Regions from separate parts of the Mus musculus genome. Here region 2 is linked to region 1. The links are chromatin contacts, called in public Micro-C maps. All regions are on one chromosome and are shown on one strand. Each heading gives the region's core, a stretch centred on a gene start, on an enhancer-like site or on the middle of the called end of the contact. The rest is flanking DNA. Distances are from core to core; before and after follow the strand shown. Region 1 overlaps Plxnc1 (plexin C1). Region 2 has its middle 31 kb from the start of Mrpl42.

What was found. A called contact is a pair of places that touch in the nucleus more often than the background predicts.
Region 2: a Micro-C map of muscle stem cells shows a contact between it and region 1, with 7 times the contacts expected there. The contact joins two enhancer-like sites. A contact is called at or near these places in 2 of 484 Hi-C or Micro-C datasets (muscle stem cells and myocytes) and 1 of 115 datasets of contacts at active chromatin or transcription factors (large pre-B cells).

Annotation. Positions count from the first base shown.
Region 1 is chr10:94,821,001-94,826,777 of GRCm38.p6, reverse strand. The region is part of intron 21 of Plxnc1 (plexin C1); the gene reads left to right. Among named protein-coding and RNA genes, the nearest start is that of Plxnc1, 120 kb to the left of the region's middle. Within about 2 kb of position 2,442, at least 46 of the 459 cell types and tissues checked have an H3K27ac peak or open chromatin away from gene starts, as enhancers often do. A contact at or near this core is called in muscle stem cells, where this site is marked.
Region 2 is chr10:95,468,495-95,474,271 of GRCm38.p6, reverse strand. No RefSeq gene overlaps it. Among named protein-coding and RNA genes, the nearest start is that of Mrpl42, 31 kb to the left of the region's middle. Within about 2 kb of position 2,076, at least 19 of the 459 cell types and tissues checked have an H3K27ac peak or open chromatin away from gene starts, as enhancers often do. A contact at or near this core is called in muscle stem cells, where this site is marked.

The sequences.
Region 1 (5,777 bases), core at 1,193-3,692:
ACACAAGACAAACTTCTCTGTGTTCCCCATGCAACACGACGCCTTCCTTTATTATTTCCATGGATTGGTTACAAATGTTTGCTGTCACGCACTTAATGTACTGTGATCTCATAGATATTTTTAGAGGAATGCTGTAGATCGCTCCAGCAGGGTGACGGGGCTAGGCTGCCTGAGAGTTTCAAATACTGAGAGCTTCCTTTTAACCCATTCTGGCGCCAGCCGCCCTCAATCACCCCCAGAGAAGGAGACAGTACTTCGGGGCCTTTCAGGAGTTTTGTGGCAGAAGCCCCACATGGAACATGTCTTCCATACGGCTCAGGAGCTTTCGAAGCTTTTCCATCATCGTCAACTTGAGGAAAGGCTCTGTAGCTTTGGTTTGACTTTTAGCTCTATGAAGACTCTAGACTTCTTTACCATCTTATTAGTGGACATGGAAGAAGTAGATTCCAGTGGGATTCAGGAATTGCTCACTGGAGAGCTCAGGCTCCTGTGGCTTTGCTCTGGGTGGTGAGTCCTGTGGTATCATTCTAGAAGAATTCACTCCCTAATTGAAGAAGGCACCACTGTGCTATGGACCGTATTATGGTTATGTCATGGCTGTGGGTGAGGAGGAGCCAGGAGATCAGCTGTTTCCAGTTTCTTTCATCTGTGTGTAGCATCCCCATGGCTGTGTGCTCAGCAGAGCATGGTTCCTGTGGATAACTGTCAGCACCTGTGGGGTAGGGCAGTGTTCTCAGGCTTTAGCATGGTGGCACTGTGGCCCGGACAGTGTTAAACACCCATTGTTAGGTGACCCTAGATGCAAGTCTGGGGTATGACTTAGGGTTTGCATTTCTTTCAATTTACTCTTTACAACATTTATTTATTTTTATTTGATGTATATAAGTATCTGCCTGTATGTATGAGTTGCCATGCGGGTGCTGAGAACTGAACTTAGGTCCTCTACAAGAGAAGCCAGTGCTCTTAACCACTGAGCCATTTCTCCAGCCCAGATTTATTTATTTTTAATTACTTGTATGTGTGTGTGTGTGTATGCACACGAATGTAAGTATATATTTGAGAACAGAGGTATCATATTACTCCAAAGATGGTTGTATGTAACCCAACAAGAGTGCTAGGAACTGAATTTGGGTCCTCTTCGAGAACAATGCATGCCCTTAACCACTGAGCCCTCCAGCCTTAGGATGTGCATGGTTAATATTCTCCTCAGGCACTACTTGAGAACTGTTGGCATGGGGGTTAGGAACCTGGGTTCTGGAGCCAGGCAGGTTTGAACCTTGCCTCTCCCACTGGCTAGCTGTGTGACACTGCTCGAGTCTCTTCACTTGCTATGCCTTCTCAGTCTCCCTGACGATAAAGATGATAATCATGACGGCCCATCTCTTGGGGATGTGATAAAGATTAAAAGAGTATCCAGCACACAGGCACACGCATGCATCTGTGCATGCACATTGTCTTAGTTAGGGTTTTACTGCTGTGAACAGACACCATGACCAAGGCAAGTCTTATAAAAAAAACAACAACATTTAATTGGGGCTGGCTTACAGGTTCAGAGGTTCAGTCCATTATCATCAAGGTAGGATCATGGCAGCATCCAGGCAGGCATGGTGTAGGCAGAGCTGAGAGTTCTATGTCTTCATCCAAAGGCTGCTAGTGGAAGACTGACTTCCAGGCAACTAGGATGAGAGTCTTAAGCCCACACCCACAGTGACACACCTATTCCAACCAGGCCACACCTCCAGATAGTGCCACTCCCTGGTCCGAAAATATACAAACCATCACACGCATATACACACAGACATGCATGCCCACATACAGAGGAACATAGTCACGTGGGGATCCTCAGTTTCTTCTCTACTGTCTCCTTTCTCTCCTTATGGTCTTTCCTGCTGCTCATCCACCAAGCCCAAAGCAGTACGTGGCCCCCAGCAGTGTCAGCACCGTGCCTCTGGCTTTCTAGAACTGTGAAGTCAGTCAGTCCCTTCCCTATACAAATCACCCAGCTTCGGGTGAGGCCAGTGTTTGGGTCTAACAAGAGAAGGCAGCCCTCACAGGGGTCTTAGGGATAAAGGTTCCTAAGTAAACGTAGGTTTGGGGAATCCAGCAAGATTTCTTTTCATGAAACACATTGCATCAGACCAGGAAGAGAAGAAAGGAGGTGGGCTGGGGGGAAGGGGAGGGAGAAGTCAGCTGCCCGAAACAACTTTTGAGGTTACGGCGTTCCAGCGCTTTCTGTCTGAGGACTTTCTCTCCCTTTCATTTGGAAGCGTTATTTATTTCACAGTCAATTAGGACCATGTGTTTCTGATTTGTTAGGACTCAACTCATCGTCAAAATGTTACTTGATGTTGAAGAAATTCGTGTCGACTCTTGAATTTTTTCCCCTGTTATAGCCTCTGGGGGAAATGCAATGGAAAATTAAATCTCTGCACTGTTCTCCTCTGATTCATCTGCGGTGGATAGAGTGGAGGCTGGCAGAGAGGTGGGCCCTAGCTCCTAAGGCCTTTGCCTTTAAGAATGATTTTTTTTTTAAACTGTCTTTTGTTGGACCTGCTCCAACCTCTCTTTCATGGTGGCTGATTAAACTAGAAGCTAGAGAGAAGGCACATGATCCAGTCAGTCTAAGCTTGTGTGACCAAAAAAAAAAAAAATGTTACCGAGGGTCAATATGAAAAATTTAAGCATTTTCATTTCCTTTCATATAAGTTCTCCCAACCTGAACCACCCTGTTTCTAAGTTTCCCCCTTCTTCCCTTCCTCCCCCCTCCCTTTTCTCCACTTCCCTTCCCCCCACCCTCCCAGGCTACACTCCTGGTGGTTTGCAAAGCCTTGCTACATTTGCCTGAGGTGGTTTATGTCATTGAAGACTAAGGTGTTGTGAACATACTGGAGAGTGTGTGTGTGTCCCTGTTCTAACAAGGGACATTAGAAAGCTCTACAAGAGTCACAGGAGCAACTTGAAATAGAAGAATGTGGTGCCATGGCGGGCCCCATTGGAGAAAAAGCCCGTTGGGATGCATGCTCAGAAACAGCGCCTCACACAACAAACTCTGAGTTAGGTTTCACACCTCCTAGGTTAGAATGTTTTCTCTCTGAGGTGTAGGGTGTTTTCTAGAACATAGAGATGCACTGCCAGTTTCTTGTATTTAAAACCCTTATACTACCAAATCGCTCTGGAAAGTCAGATGTCCTTCAGCCCATCTTGAGAGGATAATGCCTGAGTTGCCTTCACAAAGCCCTTCATAACCACCCTGGCTCCAGTACCAGGTGCCCCAGACCGGCATCTGGCAAGTCGAATGGTGCCAATCTCTATTCACTCTCTGATGCTTAAGGGGAGATTGTGTCAATCTTCATACGACACCCTAGACTTCCTTTAATGTGTGAGGAGATGGCCCTAAAGGGAAAATGCTTGCTATACAGGCACGATGACCTGAGTTCAAATCTCCAGTACCCATGTTGAAATTAGTCATGGTGGCACACCTGTAATCCCGGTGCTAGGGATGGAAACTTTCCTCTAGCCCCGGGTTCAGTAAAGGACACTATTTCCAAAAATAAGGTGGACACTTGATCCAGAAAGACTTCATGCTGGCAGGATAGCTAGGCTGGTAAAGGTGCTTGCTGCCAACCTGAGTTCAGTCCTTGGGAGCCACATGGTAGAAGGACAGGGCCTGTCCCTGAAAATCAGCCTCTGCTCTCCTCATGCACACTTAAATTAATACATAAATGTAATTTAAGTTCAGAGTCACCTACAGCTGCGTGGCAAGTTCCAGGCTAGTCTAGATTACATGAGATCCTGATTGAAAGAAAAACAGAAGAGAAGACTGACCACTAACCTCTGACCTTCATACACACCATACCCTCACATGTGTGACACCCATGCATACACCATTCAAGAGTTCAGAGTTGACAGTCAAAAGCGGGAGCAAAACCTATTGATCCTCTGTTTTCTCCACAGCAAAACTGAGAGCTTGCTAAATAGTGTTTCTGGGGAGTGCCTGGCCCTGGCCCACCCTCCTGTATGTCAGGAACATGTTTGCAGAGCAGAGGGCCTGCATCTTGGAGGATTTCAGTTCCAGGAAAGTATACCACATGGGAGAAGGGACATTTGCCTCAGTTTCAAGAGGAGATGAGAAAAACCAATAACTCGTAACAGGCGTGCTGAATTAGCAGGAGAAGTTTGACTTGTAATCAAAGTTAAGCGAGAAATGGTTTTTTGAACTCTTAAACCCAGGAAATGAGCTTGCCAATCTGCTGCATCGGAGAGATAGCATCTTGGCACCCTGGGAAACAGAGTTCCGACAAACACATTATTACACTCGTTCTCATATCTGTACGAAAGTCTTTAAGATTATTAGAAATTCTTGACAAAGCCCAGGGACATGCCTGCAGAAATGCTAATGCGTCTGTTGTGATTCATGGAAGGTTTATGCCGGTCGCTACCAAGTCACCCTGCTCCCCGGTGGCTGCCGTTTGGGGACAGGCATGTTTAGGGCAACATTCTATCTCTAACACAACACTGGCTAGCCCTAGCAGGAATTTCTGTGTGTTCTCCTTACCTCTCTCAAACCCCTTTGGTTCCATTTAGCTTGTCCTTGCAGAAGATCCATTATCCCCGTAATTAAACAACCCACTGTCCCGATTAAGCCGTTCTCTGTTACTTCAATTACATCCCATTGTTCATTAAGTCCTGATGTTTGCACTTCAGCAATCTTGTTTTTAATACTCCTAGCATTTGTGGAGAAACAGTGAAGTTAATTAACAATTCTTAAGCTCTTTTTTTTTTCTTTCTACCATAGTGCAAATCATTTCCATTATGACTTGAGATAATACTGAAACCATTACTAGCTTCATAGTTAGCTTCCTGATCAAAGAGTGAAACCATTTTTCATAATCGTGTTAGGTAAGTCATTCCCTGGTCGATGGCAAGCTGTGGAAAATGAAAAATTAACTTTAAATGAGCGCTTTCAGTGCCGTTCCTCTTCGTGGTCTTTCTCTTCACGCCTATCGTCTTGGAATTAGAGAAATAATTTAGTTATCTCAGTACAAAAGTATTTAATTTTCATCTCTGTGGTTCAAATTAATTATTCTTTCATTATTTATACCTTTTACAAATCAGTTGCTTTGACTACAGCCATAGCACTCTGAACACGTTCCATTTCATCTGCTCTCGGAAGGTAAACAGAGGCAGGCCCCCGTGACTATTTGAATGGGAGAGTGGTATTGCAAAGGTTTGTCTTTTTGCCGTTGTCATTTTCCATTTGGTGATATATATAGCAGGAATCATCAGTCAACAGCCTGGGGACAAATGAGACCCCTGGACTGTTTTTATGAATAAAGCTTTATTGGAACACTACTCCGTGTATTCATTTCTGTATTATGTCTGGCTGGCTCTTTACTAACAATGGCAGAAAGTGTTAACTTGTCGCACCAAAGACCATATAAACCTCAAAGCCTTAAATATTTTCTGCCTGATCCTCAATAGATAATTTGTCAGCTCTTAAACTGACACTTGAAGGCGGGGGTGGGGGAGGAATCTAGAATCTTCTCTCTAATCTGAAAGTGCTTGGCAAAGTGTTCTCACTGTTCACAAATCTTTGCTAGCTCTGTTCTCTCCATTCTAGGACGTGCAAACATGCTAAGTATAGAGAAACTGGTCACAGAAACAAAGTGGGGCCAATGCCTTTCTCACCTTGTCTTGTTCAGAGGACAAAGGCTTTCTTCCACACTTCTCTGCCCACTGTAATTCTGTGAGAGGAGCAGACTCCCTAGCTGGGAGCT
Region 2 (5,777 bases), core at 827-3,326, 650 kb before region 1:
TGAAGGATTTTGAGACAGTTTATTTGTGTGTTTTCTTGAACATAGAAACTGCAGTTTTAAAGCTGCTTATTAGAGTATTTTATATCTCTCCTCAACTTTACCTGCCTGCAGCTAATCACTTAGTAACATTAAAGCTGAAAAAATATTCAAATACAAGACAGCTTCCATATGTTCTAGGAGACATCTTTATCTTTAATTCCAACTATATTTTTATTTGTGTGTGTGTTTGTGTGTGTATGTGTGTGTGTGTGTGTGTGTGTGTGTGTGTGTACATAGTTCCCATGGAAGTCAGAAGTGAGCACCAGATTCCCTGGAGCTGCAGTGCCAGAAAGCAAGCCATGCAGGAGTTGAACTTGGGTTCTATGGAAGAGCAGCAGGTGCTCTTACTGAGCAATCTCTCCAACCCTAATTATAAATACTTTTAAGAAAAGAGCTGGGCAGTGTTGACACAGGCCTTTAGTTCCAGCATTTGGGAGGGAGAGGCAGGTGGATCTCTTGAGTTCAAGGCCAGCCTGGTCTATAGAGCAAGCCCCAGGAAACAGAGAAACATTGTCTCAAAAACAACCAACCAACCAAGAACAGCCAGCTTGCCAGCAGTTATTGCTTATGTTCTTCATGAAAGCCATTCTGACTTGGACCACATGAAATCACAATGTAGGAATATTTGTTTGTTTTTGAGACAGGATCTCTCATAGTGTCTGTCGGTCTCCACCCCCAAGTGCTGGGATGAAGGTGGGGGACCTTGGTCTGGCCCGTCTTCCCCACCGAGCCGTGGGGGTGGAGCATGAATATACACATTGGGATGCTTCAGTGTACTTTTTGATTTGCATTTTCTTGATGGTTAAGAATGCCAAACATTTTTTCATGTGTTTATTGCCCCCCCTTTAAAAATTTGATCAGTATCTCTTTTGTTCATCTGCCTACCAGTTGGTTGGATTACTCATTCTTTTACTGTTCTTTATATATTCTAGATATTAGCTCCTTATCAGATGAATACGATTCCTTTTTTCTTATTTTGTAGACTGTGGCTTTTTCTATTGATCGTTTTCTTTTGCTGCGTGGAGGCATTTTAATCTAGTGCCGTTTATCAGTTCTTCATCTTATTTCCTCTGCTATTGGGGTCTCATTGAGAGGGCCGGGCCGGTGAAATTGCTCAGCGGGTTAAGGCACTTACAGCTCAAACCTGGCAAACCAACTGTGCTTCCCAGAACCCACATAGAGGTGGAAGGAGAGAATCTATTCCACGGAGAGAGCTATTGTCTGCGCTGCTGTCTGCATGACCCTGTTTTCCCTCTAGTGATATAAACTCTTATAATACAAGTCTCTGTTCTTCACTCCATTACTAGGCGGTCTTATTATAAAGTGTTTACTTCCTTGGGATGAAAGCAGTGTTTCTATGGCTTGTAATTCTTACACTTGATCCTATCCCTAAAATCACAAAATAAATGGACTCCATTTCACAGGCGACAGCTCTTTAGATACTCAAAAGCATTTGTCAGATCTCATTATTATTCACCCCCCCCCCCATTATCCGTATGGCATGTTCTCCAAACCTCCCCAATTTTGGTTGCCCCTCCCCCTTTGAGCTATACATTCATTCATCCTTTTAATAGCATCTCTCTGAGAATGTGTTACCCAGAACTGAGCGCAGTTTTCTTGCTCAGGATGCTTTCATTGTGCTAATGGTGCCAGTAACACATTAAGGTTTTTAGTTTTTTTTGTTTTTTGTTTTTTTTAAGTAGTCGTGCCATCCAGCAGGTTCTCACTGAGTCATAATACCCTAAGAGGGGGTCAGAATACCAAAAGAGGCTCTAAATTTGGATGATTTTTTAATGCAAATATACTTTCTGCTCTTCTTGATTCCTCGCTGGGAAGAGAGAACATTTATTTGCATTGCTAACCGCACTGGTTTTTATTTTTGCCGTGTAATGTTAGCACACAGCTGTCGATACCCACCAAGGAAGAATTTTAGCAGGGGATGACGCATTTAGAAACCTCATTCTTGCTAAAGGGTGGATAGGGAAGGACAGATTGGAATAGGAACAAGATGGAATGTCAGAGACACCATTACGTGACGTAGTGATGAGGATGACAGCTGACAATGGTTGGGGTTAGGAAAACAGCAGAAAGGATAGGAGGAGAGGCTGGATTTCAGAGAGACAGACATAGTCATGTGAGCAGGACTTGACCACTAATCCGTACAGGAATGAACATGAGTGATGACGGATGAGACGGGGTGAGGCATACACTCACACACACAGTTACACACTCACACACTCATGTACACTCACATACTCACAATCACATACACCCACACTCACACATTCATATACATATACACTCATACACACACTCAGTTACACACTCACACTCAGTTACACCCACTCACATACAATACAATCACATACACTCACACAGTTACACACTCACACACACACATACAATCACATATACTCACACACTTACACACTCATATATACTCACACACATCCATACAATCACATACACTCACACAAGTTACACACTCATACACATATTTACAATCACATACACTCACACACACAGTTACACACTCATACATACTCACACAAGTTATACAATCACATACATACAATCACATACAATCATATACACTCACGCACAGTTATACACTCATACAATCACATAACTCACAGTCACATACATACTCACATACCCCCATGCGCACACACACACACACACACACACACACACACACACACACACACCACAGCTCTTGACATCCAGATGACCCAGCTTTGGCAGTGAGGCCTGTGTTTTCCTGTTGGGTATATGATCTTACAGCATCTGGGCAATGTCCTTGGGGCCTGTATGAAATGAGACACCCAATGTTCACTTCACGATTCACCTAGCATAGTTAAGAATAGAATTATTGTGCCAACCACAAGATGACTAACATCCCTCTCTCAGGAAAAACGATCACTGGCTACAGCTTTACCCTTGCTTTGGTTTGCCCTCCTTGGAGAACCAAGGTTTCTTAGGATTCTCAGTCATGAAATACCCCTGCTCTCTGACTATATTCAGTCTAGAGCTATGCCTGCTTCCTTAAATGCTGTACACTGTACCAGCCTAATCCCAAATGCTGTAACAGATTTCCTCACATTCTTCTGAGATACCTCAAGGTTGCCCATGCTGACTGTTCTTTTTCATTGTGTTGAGTGATAAACTCATCTTATTTAGCTCCACATGTGTTCCTGGTAGTCAGTGGTTGAAGAATATGGACATAAGGATTATTTCCTGCTAGTGAGAAGGCTGTATAGAATTATCATCTAGGAATAACAGAATAAAAGGGTAGCTCATCATCAATGTAGAGCTATTGCTTTTCTCAAATAAGGTTAATTTGTTTACATTGATATGGATTATTGTATATTGATACAGGTTTAAGGTTGTCATTGGTATAAATCTTTGTATGTTGATACAAGCCCCCGATTAAATGTCTCCTTTTATAAGGTGCCTAAGTCATGATGTTTCTTCAGAGCAATCGAGCAGTAACTGAGACATTATGTTAGTAACCACGTAGGGCAAATGTTCCATTCTGGGGGTCTTGGTGAAAACAATTTTAGCCAGCGTTTAGCTATGTTGAGAAGATGGCTAGTGGGCATCGCAGCCCATCGTGAATTTTTGGGTTAAATGGAGAAGCAGTGCAGGGGCCAGTCTTCGTCAGACTGGACTCTAGCCTCAGTTCTGCTTCTGCAAAGGTGGCCTGAGTGGGTCCTTATCGGTCGGAGGATGATATCATCGCAGTGTGATCTTTCTGTGAGACGTTGCTATTCTTGGGATGGAAGGTGGGAGAAGGGGTAGGGGAACTTTCAATTACCTTGTCAGGGTGGGAGTCAGGGCAGTCCAAGGCTGATAGGGAGATGCCCAGTCACTAATGCCCCTGCTAGAGCAGGAGGCAAATCATAGTCAGTTGTGGGTAATCTGATCCATCCCCAAATCTCCATATTTTCAGCTCATTTGTTTCTTTTCTTTTTAAAATCTGGAGATAAGATGTAGCTGTCCCTTGCTACTTTGTGACTTCTTTCTCCCACTCTTTTCTAGCCTTCTCCACACTTCCAACCCCCTAACACTAGAAAAGAAAGGACAGGAGGAAATGGGACAATGTCGTTAGACTTCCTTGGGACAAGTTTGATCTTTGTCACTGTTGGGATATCTAATTTCTTCTTTCTTCTTTGTGCATGACTACATAACAAGCCACAACCAACACCAAAAATTCAAAAAACCAACAACCCACCCTGCCTCTCAGGGCTCTAGCATTTATGTACCCCTGAAAAGTCCCCAGGATTCCAAACATACACAATTGCAGAAACTATCTGCCTCTGATAAAATCATGCCCCTGCTAGAACACGAGGCAACTCATAGTCAGTTGTTGTGGGTAATCTGACACATCTCCATTTCCACATAACTAGGATTAAAAAAATTTTTTTCTTATAATATTTCTGTTTTTTTTTTTAAAGAAACCAAAATTCCAAAATTGTTACTACAATAGGGTTTCTCTGTGTAGTGCTGGCTGTCCTAGAGCTAGCTCTATGAAGCAAGCTGTCCTTGAACTAAAAGAGATCCACCTGCCTCTGTCTCCATAGTGCTGGGATTAAAGACATGCCTCACCACTGCCGACTCTGTGTGTGTGTGTGTGTGTGTGTGTGTGTGTGTGTGTGTGTGTGTGTGTGTGTGATTCAGTTTTAAGATGAAGGCTGATTCAAAATGAATGTCAAGGCCCAGATGCCAGGCTAACCCTCTGCTCTTAGTTAGTTTGTGGGCCCAGGGAAGAAGTGATACTTTCTAGCAAACACAGTCTCTAAGTAACAGCTTCCATGCCAATACACTCACCAATAGAGGTTGAGGGGTTTCAAATGACAAGGGAAGCTGGGAAGAGCCAAGATTGCTGAAGAAGAAATAGAAAAAGAAACGAGAAGGCTGAAATCAGAGCCTCAAGAAAGAGCCCATATATTTACAAGACAGGGAAGATGTCCTAGCAGGAGGTGTCTGAGGACTCAGAATAAAGGTGATGGCCAGAAGTTGAAGGACTGAGCTTCTAGACGGGAGTGGGGTGGGAGGGGGGGGGGATATAGGCTGGATGGTTTGAGACCCAAGTGGAAGTCAGGCAAGACGAGGCTCCCCTGCAGCTGTCTGGCATGTCATCACTTTTGCGCATCCTTTCATCCTGCTGCACGATAAGCTGTGGAGACAAGCTGCCAGCCCTAGCTCTGGAATCTGCCTTTTTGTTAAGGAGTCCTGCTTCTTTTCAGGGGAAAACAGCTCTTAGAAAAGAGGATCAGCTTCCCTATTTTCTTTTAAAGAAGAATCTTCCCTGTTTTTTTTTTTTTTTGTTTTTTTTTTTTGTTTGTTTTTGTTTTTTTTAAGCTGTGATTATAGCTGGGTGTAATGCAGCATGCTATTGATCCCAGCTCTTGGGAGGCAGAGGCAGGCAGATCTCTGTGAGTTCCTGGTCTACATAGTGGTCTGCATAGTGAGTTCCAGGACAGCCAGACCTGTCTTTTTTTTTTTTTTTTTTTTTTAAAGCACTGTGGTTTATCCAATCAGAAAGGTAAGGAAGGGGAGAACGAAAATGTATGAAAATGTAAGTAACCTAGATAAAAGTGAGCAAGTAAGCAAGGGCTGGGTATAGGGCTCAGTGAGTGGAGGGCTTGCCTCAAAAGCCTGGAGGCCTGAGTTTGATGCTGAACATCACATAAGCCAAATATGGTGATCTGGGAAGAAGAAGGATCAGCAGTTCA